3 separate regions of the Zea mays genome follow, and all the other regions are linked to region 3. The links are chromatin contacts, called in public Hi-C maps. All regions are on one chromosome and are shown on one strand. The core of a region is the stretch at or near the end of the contact, and the rest is flanking DNA. Distances in the headings are between cores, read along the strand shown.

Region 1 (3,237 bases), core at 42-2,541, 260 kb after region 3:
CTGAAGTAATCCTTGCAGTCTGCAACCAACATTCGGTGATCCACTGCAAAATTTTCGAGAACATTCAGTGCGGGTGAGATTGGGGCCGGACCTTGCTCCGATTTACAGAGGGACGGCTTCATGTCCTGGAGCCAGCCGATCTGGGTGTTGATGGAGCCGGTGTTCCAGATGCGCTGGTCGATGCCGTGCGCCTTGAAGAAGGAGTACTCCAGGGCCGTCGCGCCGGTGATGGCGAAGTTGGCGCCCTTCTTGAAGTCCTTGCCCTTGGCCTGCGACGGTGGCGGCAGTGGCAGCCCGAAATGCTCGGCTGCATAATTGGCCAAAGGTTCCCATCACAAAAGGGAAAGAAGAGACTTTAATTCGCATCAGTACTCTGCTAAAACTCTAGCAGCAGAGCGGAGACGGCAACGATTCACAGCGCGGCAAAGCAGCAACCCTTTTTACCACCAGTTTTCTACCACTCGTTTCCATCTTTTTATAAAGGAAGGTCGGAAAAAATCAACCCCTTTTGACCTCGCCCTCGCCCTCGCCTGATTAAAAGGGTAGCACCACAGAGAAATGAAGAGCTGAGAGCAAAGAAATGGGACTCTTACAAACAAATTTAGTAGTCACTAGTCACCTCATCTTTGTTTTTCCCTTTTTCTAAAATTTAACAAACAAATTTTAGGTTTGCTCTACCAAACTTTTTGTTTAATAAAAAGAAAAGAACAGGTCAATTTCATCTTGACCACCCAAGTCATAGCAGGCTCCTCTTGACACTCAAATCAAAAAGTTTTAGCGACGGAGACGTTTGAATTAGATATCCCAGAGACCACAAAAATAAGTACAAGCAGTTGGGAAAAATTAGTCACGGAAGCGAAATAAAAACAGCTGCCGGTGTTGGAACGAACTACTACTAGGGTACAGTGCAGTACCCAGGAAGTCGACGACGAGGCGGCCGTTGGAGCAGCGGCCGGTGGGCTTGCGGAAGAAGGTCATCCCGTAGGGAGGGCGCGCGGTGGTGAGCGCCTTGGGCGTGCCGTTGACGATGAGGTTGCCGGCGTCGGAGAGCGAGTCCCCGAAGCTGAAGATGGCCGTGTACGACTTCTTGCTCCTGGCCGCGGCGCAGGTGGCCGGCAACGCCGCCACGAGCGCGGCGACGAGCAGGAGGGGGAGCACGCCCCGGCGCGGCGGCGCGTGGGCGACGGCCATTGCGGCTGCGGGTGTCGGCGGCAAGCAGCTATGTCGACGCGGCCCGACGCGCATGTGCGGTAAGAGACGGGAGGCGGGGCCAAGTTCTTTGCTTGTGTGGCGCGTTGCTCTCCTCCGCTTTTGCTTTATATAAACTGCGGCTGTGGGAGTGAAGAGAGTGAGAGAGAGGTGGCCAGTGTGGCCTGTGCTGGATGCTTGCAGAGCTTTGCAGGTGCTGCAGCAGCTCAGGATGAGGTGTGGGTGTGGCAGCCACTGGGCAAATGTTTTGGTTTGGGCCGACGATTGCCCCTACGGTTAGCATTGGATGCAGCTATAGTAGCCGACTAAAATTAAAGACTACCGTAGTTATTAGCTGGTAAAATTAATAGAGTAGATCTAACGACGCGTTTAGGTTCATGGAAATGTATTGGATTGTGATTTTCAGTTCAGCCCGTTACGAGATAGCGTGAGATCGGATATCGCTTCATTTACAGTTGTTTACTCCCAGAGGTGGGCAGTTGTCACAGAGAAGCGGGAGTATTCTCCATAGGAGTACAGTTCATCCATCTATTAGCTAGTGGGATTACAAAAACAATTCAAAAAATATTAAAATTAGGTCTACAAATAGAGGGATGTTTGGATTCAATCACGCTTTTCACTCTCTATTTTGCTCCTTTGTTTCATTCCTCTCACTACCCTTTCACTCCAAAAAAAATTCTTCCATGTCATCCGCGGCCTCTAGCATTCAAATAGATGAAGACTAGATATTCTATATATTGCATCAAACTATGATAGATACAGCGGTGTGAAGCTTGCCTCCGAGTATTCAACGATAGGGAGGTGAAGAGCAGTGGAGCTACATCGACCAGGATCATAAAGCCACCCACAATCAGCTGATGTGAGATTACTTCAATAACTTGTGGATCTATCATTCACTCTACTTTCGTCGAATGCACCACATGCAGACTCTTTCTATAAATCTTTGACAGATTAGGTGACCATTCCCCCTAATTCACTCGTAGAGTCATGAACTCAAACACAGTGGTTTCTTCCCTCGCCAAAAATACATCGCTTCCCTCTACATGCTCGCCTACAATAATGTTGCTAACTCCATCAATAAATATATTAAAATAAGGAAACATATGATCTTAGAGAGTCTTGAGCAATTCTATAATGGTGTTGTTTCATGTTTTGGTGACAAGTATGTATAATCGTTGTCCCACTGTTGGCGATCTTAAGTATCTTTTAGCTAAAGGGAAGAGATGGATTTTTGGGTACATAGGTAGTACATATTACATGCATTAAGTAGAAAAATTGTCTCGTTGAATGGAAAGAGAAGTTTACTTTGGGGGACACTGGATCCCTGCCCATAATGCTCGAGACGGATGCCTCGTATGACTTATGAATTTTGCATGCTTTTTTATAGTAGGGTGGAACAACGATGTCAATGCGCTCAACCAATCGTTGTTATTCATTGATGAGCTCAAGAGAGAAACATCAAATGTGAAGTTCATGATGAATGGACATAGTATAACTAAGAGTACTACCTCGCCAATGGCATCTAGTTCTAGTGGTCAGTGTTTGTGAAGACCATTTTCTCCTATAGACTCTGAAAGCAGCATATGTTTGTTGCATGCCACGAGAGGACGTACAGAGATCATTTGGGGTCCTCTAGGATTGCTTCTATATTCTCGCTAGCCTAGGTCATTCTTTTTCCCAGCAAATACTTAGTGTGATCATGTGTGCATGTATCGTTCAACACAACATGATTGTTAAAGATAAGCATGAAAAAAGCATATGATATGGATAACTATGAGATAGTCGAGTCCTCCATTGTAGCACCAACCATCATTTCCATGCACCCATGAGATTTATAGACATCATTCAATGTGAGGCCACAATTCATGCTAGTATGGTTCATGACCAGCGTCAAAATGATTTAATGGAGTATATCTAGAATCTACATTTTGGCAATTAGATTTTATTTTTGAATTATGTAGTTTTAATGTAATTTTATTTATGTTTTATAAATTAAATACTTTTTATTTGCTTAATTGTGTATTTTTA
Region 2 (3,244 bases), core at 372-2,871, 360 kb before region 3:
GCTAATCAGGTAATACACTCTCAACTATCTTGTACCCAAATCCATCCAGTGTTGGTATTAGACTATGATGTACCTGATGAGGTTGTTTATGACAATGAGGAGGAGAGGTTGTATTTAGATTTGGTTCAAAGCCATTTAATGTTGGTAGTAGATAAGAGGCCTACACAATTTGAGGACACTAACCAAGAAGAGGAAGAGGAGAACAATGATATGGGGATGTCTAGGCAGCACGCCGTGCTAGCAGCACCAGGGAAGCAGCTGACTGTGGCGTCCGTGATCCGCTCACTTCGCCAACCACAAATGCAGCAGTCGTGCCACGCCCGAGGCCCACCCGCGCCGCTGTTGCTGGTTCCGGAGAAGGATTTGGCCGCCAGACGCTTAAGGGACGACGTCATGGAGGGAGATGGATGCGGCTAGCCGCCAGCCGACCTGGGAGCTTGCAGTCGATTCAATTTGGGAAGGGAAGGGGGAAAAGTGTGGACGGGTCCCACATGTAAGGCTTTGGGTCCACCTATAAGAGCCATGACGGATGAAAATGCCGTCGTGAGGTGATTTCTGAGCTCAATGTGAAGGTAAGAGGGGAAAACTGAGTAGAGAATTTGGGCGGCATAGAACTGAGCAACACATCCGGATTAGGACTTGCTCGGTTATAAGGGATGTAATCCCACCATGGATTTAAGTCGGGTCTAGGTTGAGTGAATTCATACCTCACACTCAATCCCGTAGCGAGATTAAATCCATCATTTAATCCATGTTTCTCTCAAAGCTACTTATTCTTTTGATCCATGTATTCTAATATAAAATTATGCAATATCTTTATGGATTTGTTCCATATCTAATGGGCTATGGATATAATCTATGTCTTCTATAGTTTAAAAAATTTCCAAAGCGGTGGATTATAATCTTTGATGGGTTTAATCGAATAAAAAAATTTGATTAAGCTTAGATTATTTTGGGTTATGAATTGTGACATTAATTTAATTTGAATCTATGCTAATATAGAGCTGGATTGGTGTAAACGAACAAGATCTTAATAGGTGAAATGTAAATGTTCCTCGTATTTTACTGTCACCGTGCCGCAAAATGCGAGGAAGTAGGAAATGACGTCATTAGGGCCGGTATGTTTCCACGGTCAATTCAACAGAACGATGTGCACCACTCACGCACTGATAGGGTTGGATTCCAGTAAAATCTATTGTATCGGCCACTTGCGTGCAGAATGGCGGAAAAGAGAAGGTGTTCAGCGATGCTGCAGCAGGAAAAGAACGAACTGCCCTGATGCGACACTAGTAGTAGACTGCTTGTAGAAGCTGCTATTCCGCACGAGCGCTTGACCGCCCGGCCGGTCCGCCCCCTCCGGCTGACCGCTCGCCGTTCCGTGGCGACCCGCACCTTTGACCAGCCTCCCAACGCCCCCGCACGGAGCTCACCAACCGCCTTGCACTCGCACTGAGTTTGTATTACTGACAGTTGGGCCCCAAGTATGCAGGGTCCCGCGAATTAGTTGGAAGTGTGTGTAAAGTGTACACCTGCTTCTTCCTGGTTGCCATCTTTGCGTGGACGGGAGCTGAACGCCTGAACCTATAAAAACCCGGGCAGCTTCCGCAGCCAATTCTACAGCACATCACAACGCAAGAAAGTCGATCGAACCTGCGCTAGCCTATATATAGGTCTTGGTTGACACCGCCTGGTCTCCGAGTCCAAGAGGGGAAGCAGCGGCTCTGGACCTCTGATCAATCTAGCTTAGCTTTCTTCGAGTTCAGACTTCAGAGCGCATATGGCCATGGAAGTTCAGGGCACCAGGCGGCCGCAGGATGCCGGCGTGAAGGTCAAGTTCATCGAGACGCAGTTCATTAGCTCCGACGCCGCCAGCTTCAAGGCCGTCGTGCAGCGCCTCACCGGCAAGTCCCCAGCCGCCTCGTCGCAGACGACTCAGCCGCCGGCGCATCCTCAGCCACAAAGCCTGCGCCCGTGCCGGCCGACCTTCATTGGCGCTGGGCAGCAGCAGACCACTGGATGGACAGATCTACAGGCTGCCGGCGGCTACCTGGCGACGATGCCGGCGCCGAAGCAAGAGCACCTCGCGGCGGCGCCTCGGCTGGAGGACATGAACGAGCTCTGCGACTTTGCAGACCTGTTCTACACCACCGCCGCGAGCAATCGGCCCGACGGCGGCGCCAGCGTCTTTCCTTACTGAAACCACGGTGCGTGGTGTGTCCTTGCGCCTTGGTGGTGTTTTCGGAATGCATGAATGAATGATGAAGCGCGGATACTTGAAGTTTGCCATTGCCAATTTGCCAGCCACGTCGCAGTCGCAGCGAGTTGGGCTGGGCACATTGATGACCAAGAGCTAGGTGTGCAAGGAGACAGATCGAGATGGATTGTCTGTCAACCGCTGTACTGTTGATTCATGTAGCTGCATACTCACGCCACGAGTTCTCTCAACGACAGTTAAATGCTGCCGTGTCAAATTTGTAATGGGCTAAACACAGATCATGTGTGCAATATGCATAGATATTTTTCTCATACAGGTTGTCAAATTTATTAAATTTTGATTTTTTGACCGTGGTTGTGACTTGTGAATGACTGAACGTATATATACTTACAAGATCTTATTATTGTTAGTTAGAACACAAAATCTGAAACTAGCAGCCTAGCTATTAAACTTATTTTAAAAAACTAGGAAAATTGTTTGAAAAAATAAAATTAAAGTTAAAAAGCTCGTTGCGATTTTTTATTTTTAGGATGATGCTACAAGAAGCTATTATTTTCAAAAGTCAGGTTATCCCCGGTAGGTAGTGGTATAAAACTTTGTTTTATATTCTAAACATCGCTATTTGTAGATAGAGTTTAAAATATAAGGTGAGACCACTAGGAATGAGATACGAGAGTCGCCGGACATAGCCTCAATGACCAAAACCTATAAAGCAAAATTTTCAGCTTAAAGGCTAAATAACTACAGCTCAAAACAAAAGGCTTTTAATATGATAATAAAATAAATTGTCTTAGCAATTAATTCCTCATTGAATTTGTTGTTTTCTGCATGCTATGAGTTCCTTTAAAACTCGACTTGTCTTCATACTTGCGGTATTTTTAATTCACGAGCTGTTTCAAAGCATAGTCAAATGCGATGTGAGTTTTGTAATGTGCTTAGAACAGAGCATATGGTGGGATATAAATAGTTTTTTTCTCATACATATCTAGAGGTTGACAAAATTATTGAATTTTAATTCCAATCTTAGTT
Region 3 (3,116 bases), core at 201-2,700:
GGAAGTTGGGACCAGAGAGAAGGTAAATGAAGAGGATCCAACTGCGGAGTTTTGGGCGTGGTCGTCTCCAAGGATAGGGAACCCTCGAACAAATAGGCAACGTTTGATGTGAGAAAAAATGGCCTAACTTTTACCAAGTTTGATACTTCCTCCGTCTCAAATTAAAATTTCCTTTTCATATATTCGTACAATAATTAATGTATGCGTTCTTTATATATGTCTATATTCGTCATCATCCATATAAATATAGATATAATAATCTAGACCTAAATGACTGCTATTTTGAAATGTTTCAATTCCTCAAGTTTAAAATTTTGTATTTTTCCAAACAATCTCGGATGAACAAACAGCCTAAATAAAATCTTTAGATCTTGAAAAGTCGATATCTATGCAAATAAAATTACGTTTGAAATTTTATGTTTAAAATTCAAAAGCTTTAAACAGTCTCATATGGAGAAATGGCTAAAACTAAAGTTGTAGATTTTAGAAAGTTACACAAACCTTACGAATTACGATTGACAATTTCCCCCCATTTGAAATCAGCTATGCAAACAAAATTATGTTTGGATTCCGCACATTTGAAATTAAAAAGAAAAGTTTCAAAAAGGTTTCGGGCCAATCAAAACCAAAAATTTCGGTATGATAGGGTTGTGAAACTTTATAGTTTACAATTTTATTATTTAAATTGGTTTAAGTTTTTGGATACTCATTTTTAAGCCGTAAGGCACTTCCTGCATTTTAATTAAGTTGTACACGTTATTTTAACTTGTGTAGATGTATATAGTTTTTTATCGTGCACCTAGATGTATCCTGTATGATTGCTGACAACTCCTGCTACTAGAATTCTCGTATATAACCGGCGATCTCTTTCGGTGCGCTTCGTTATATGAAAGATTATGTTTCTTAAAAAAAAAACTTACTGAAGATTCCCCCGAGAGGAGAAGTCACGACAGAACCTCCTGCAAATGATAGCTCTGTACCAGGTATCCCAGGGAGCCGCTTTCACACACACGTCTGACGTCCCCGTCCGTGAGCTTGTTCCGCTAGCTAGACTAGAGCATCGAGACGTTTTCTTGCTGCACAGGGCTACCACAGCCCTGCCAATGCAAGCCACGGCAACGGAACGGGACAAGGCAGCGGCAAGCAACAGCTAACTAGCTAGGCTAACAGAGAGACCCAACACAGAAGCCTCTGCGTGCCTGCTCCCATCTCCCGGCATGGCAACGCCGGCCTTCACCCAATAAGTAAAGAAAAGAATTATTGGCCAATTAGCTTAACCCAACCCAATGCACGCTTACGTTGTCGTCGTCCCCAACCCTGGGTGAATTTCCTTGCGCCTTCTGCTTTCTTCTAAGCGCTGCCCCTGGAACCTGCCGTGCCTCCTCCTATAAATACTCAGCAAACTCCTGCCATCCTCCCTCCCCCTTCCCTCCTCCTCCTCCTCCTCTAACTCGATCACACCTCCATCCATCTCACAACAATGGCATCTGCATTGTCGTCGTTGGGACCAACAGCGCTTCTGATCTGTGCCCTCCTCTGCACCTTTCTGTCTTCAGGTACTGCATATCCCTGCTGCCGTCTGAATCTCGCACGGCGTACGATTCCAAAACCAAACAGAGCGCTGGGCTTGCCTTGTGTAGTATATAATGTATAGGCTGGAATATTTCTGTTGCAGAGGTGGGCTTTGTGCGGCAGGCCACGGCGCTGGGCATCAACTACGGGCAGGTGGCGAACAACCTGCCGCCGCCGGCGCAGGTGGTGCAGCTGCTCTCCTCGCTCCGCATCGGCAAGGTGCGCATCTACGACGTGAACCCGCAGGTGCTGACGGCGTTCGCGGGCACGGGCATCGAGCTGGTCGTGACCGTCCCGGACGACCTGGTCCCGGGCATGGCGAGCAGCGCGTCGCAGGCGCTGCAGTGGGTGAGCGCCAGCCTGCGGCCCTACTTCCCGGCGACGCGCGTGACGGGCATCGCGGTGGGGAACGAGGTGTTCACGGGCGACGACGAGCAGCTCAAGGCCAGCCTGGTGCCGGCCATGCGCAACCTGCACGCGGCGCTGGCGCAGCTGGGGATGGACGCGTACGTGCGCGTGTCCACCGCCAACTCCCTCGCCGTGCTCGCCACCTCCTACCCGCCGTCGCAAGGCGTCTTCACGCAGGCTGCCGCCCCCTACATGGCGCAGCTGCTGCGGTTCCTCGCCGAGACCAGCTCGCCCTTCTGGGTCAACGCTTACCCCTACTTTGCCTACAAGGATGACCCCACAAAGTGCGTGCTTCATTAATCCTCGTTCATTTCGCCGTCGCCCGCCGCTGTATATATATTCAACTAGCTAGCTAATGCAAATGCTGTGTGTAGGGTGTCACTGGACTACGCGCTGTCGAACCCGTCCCACGTGGGCGCCGTGGACCCCTTCACCAAGCTGCAGTACACGAGCATGCTGTACGCGCAGGTGGACGCCGTGACGTTCGCGGCGGCGCGGCTGGGTTACGGCGGCGTGCCCGTGCACGTGTCGGAGACGGGGTGGCCGTCCAAGGGCGACGCCAACGAGGCCGGCGCCACGGTAGAGAACGCGCGGCAATACAACCGGAACCTGCTCATGCGGCAGGTGAGCGGCGAGGGCACGCCGCTGCGGCCCAGGCTCCGCCTCGAGGTCTACCTCTTCGCGCTCTTCAACGAGGACATGAAGCCCGGCCCCGCCTCCGAGAGGAACTACGGACTCTACCAGCCGGACATGAGCATGGTCTACAACGTCGGACTCTCCCAGCTCGCCACCACGTCGGCCGCCTCCCTCTCCCTCGCCACGTCGCCAGCAGCCAGGACCACGGTGAGAGCTCCATGCTCCTCTTGCATTGCAGTTAACTGCTTGTCGATCGACCATGAATGTGCAGTGGTAGGATGACACAATGCGTGTACAGGATCGCTTTACTTTCAGCCAGATCGTCACTCACAGTGATCTATATGTTTTCTTTAAAGATTCTTGCACATCTCCCCCACATATATATCCAGCACCGCAAAATAATAAACGTCACCCTGGAGAGACCACTTGCATTGCATTGGGTGCACTACACATGTGGAGCACCGTTGGGCCAAGCCATAGCCCGGTGCAATGCAATCCAA

Evidence for each region. A called contact is a pair of places that touch in the nucleus more often than the background predicts.
Region 1: a Hi-C map of ear shows a contact between it and region 3, with 3 times the contacts expected there. The contact joins the promoter of LOC100283707 here to the promoter of LOC100191753 in region 3. A contact is called at or near these places in 2 of 25 Hi-C or Micro-C datasets (ear and leaf).
Region 2: a Hi-C map of tassel shows a contact between it and region 3, with 3 times the contacts expected there. The contact joins the promoter of LOC100284733 here to the promoter of LOC100191753 in region 3. A contact is called at or near these places in 3 of 25 Hi-C or Micro-C datasets (bundle sheath, ear and tassel).

The regions. Positions count from the first base shown.
Region 1 is chr9:68,069,185-68,072,421 of Zm-B73-REFERENCE-NAM-5.0, forward strand. It overlaps LOC100283707, which reads right to left and starts at 1,292. Exons shown (of 5, transcript NM_001156606.2): 1 at 915-1,292; 2 at 92-307; 3 at 1-19. The coding sequence starts at 1,245.
Region 2 is chr9:67,451,882-67,455,125 of Zm-B73-REFERENCE-NAM-5.0, forward strand. It overlaps LOC100284733 (VQ motif family protein), which reads left to right and starts at 1,622. Exons shown (of 1, transcript NM_001157628.2): 1 at 1,622-2,589. The coding sequence starts at 1,778. The coding sequence ends at 2,197.
Region 3 is chr9:67,810,284-67,813,399 of Zm-B73-REFERENCE-NAM-5.0, forward strand. It overlaps LOC100191753, which reads left to right and starts at 1,451. Exons shown (of 5, transcript NM_001137180.2): 1 at 1,451-1,556; 2 at 1,676-2,264; 3 at 2,355-2,823. The coding sequence starts at 1,481.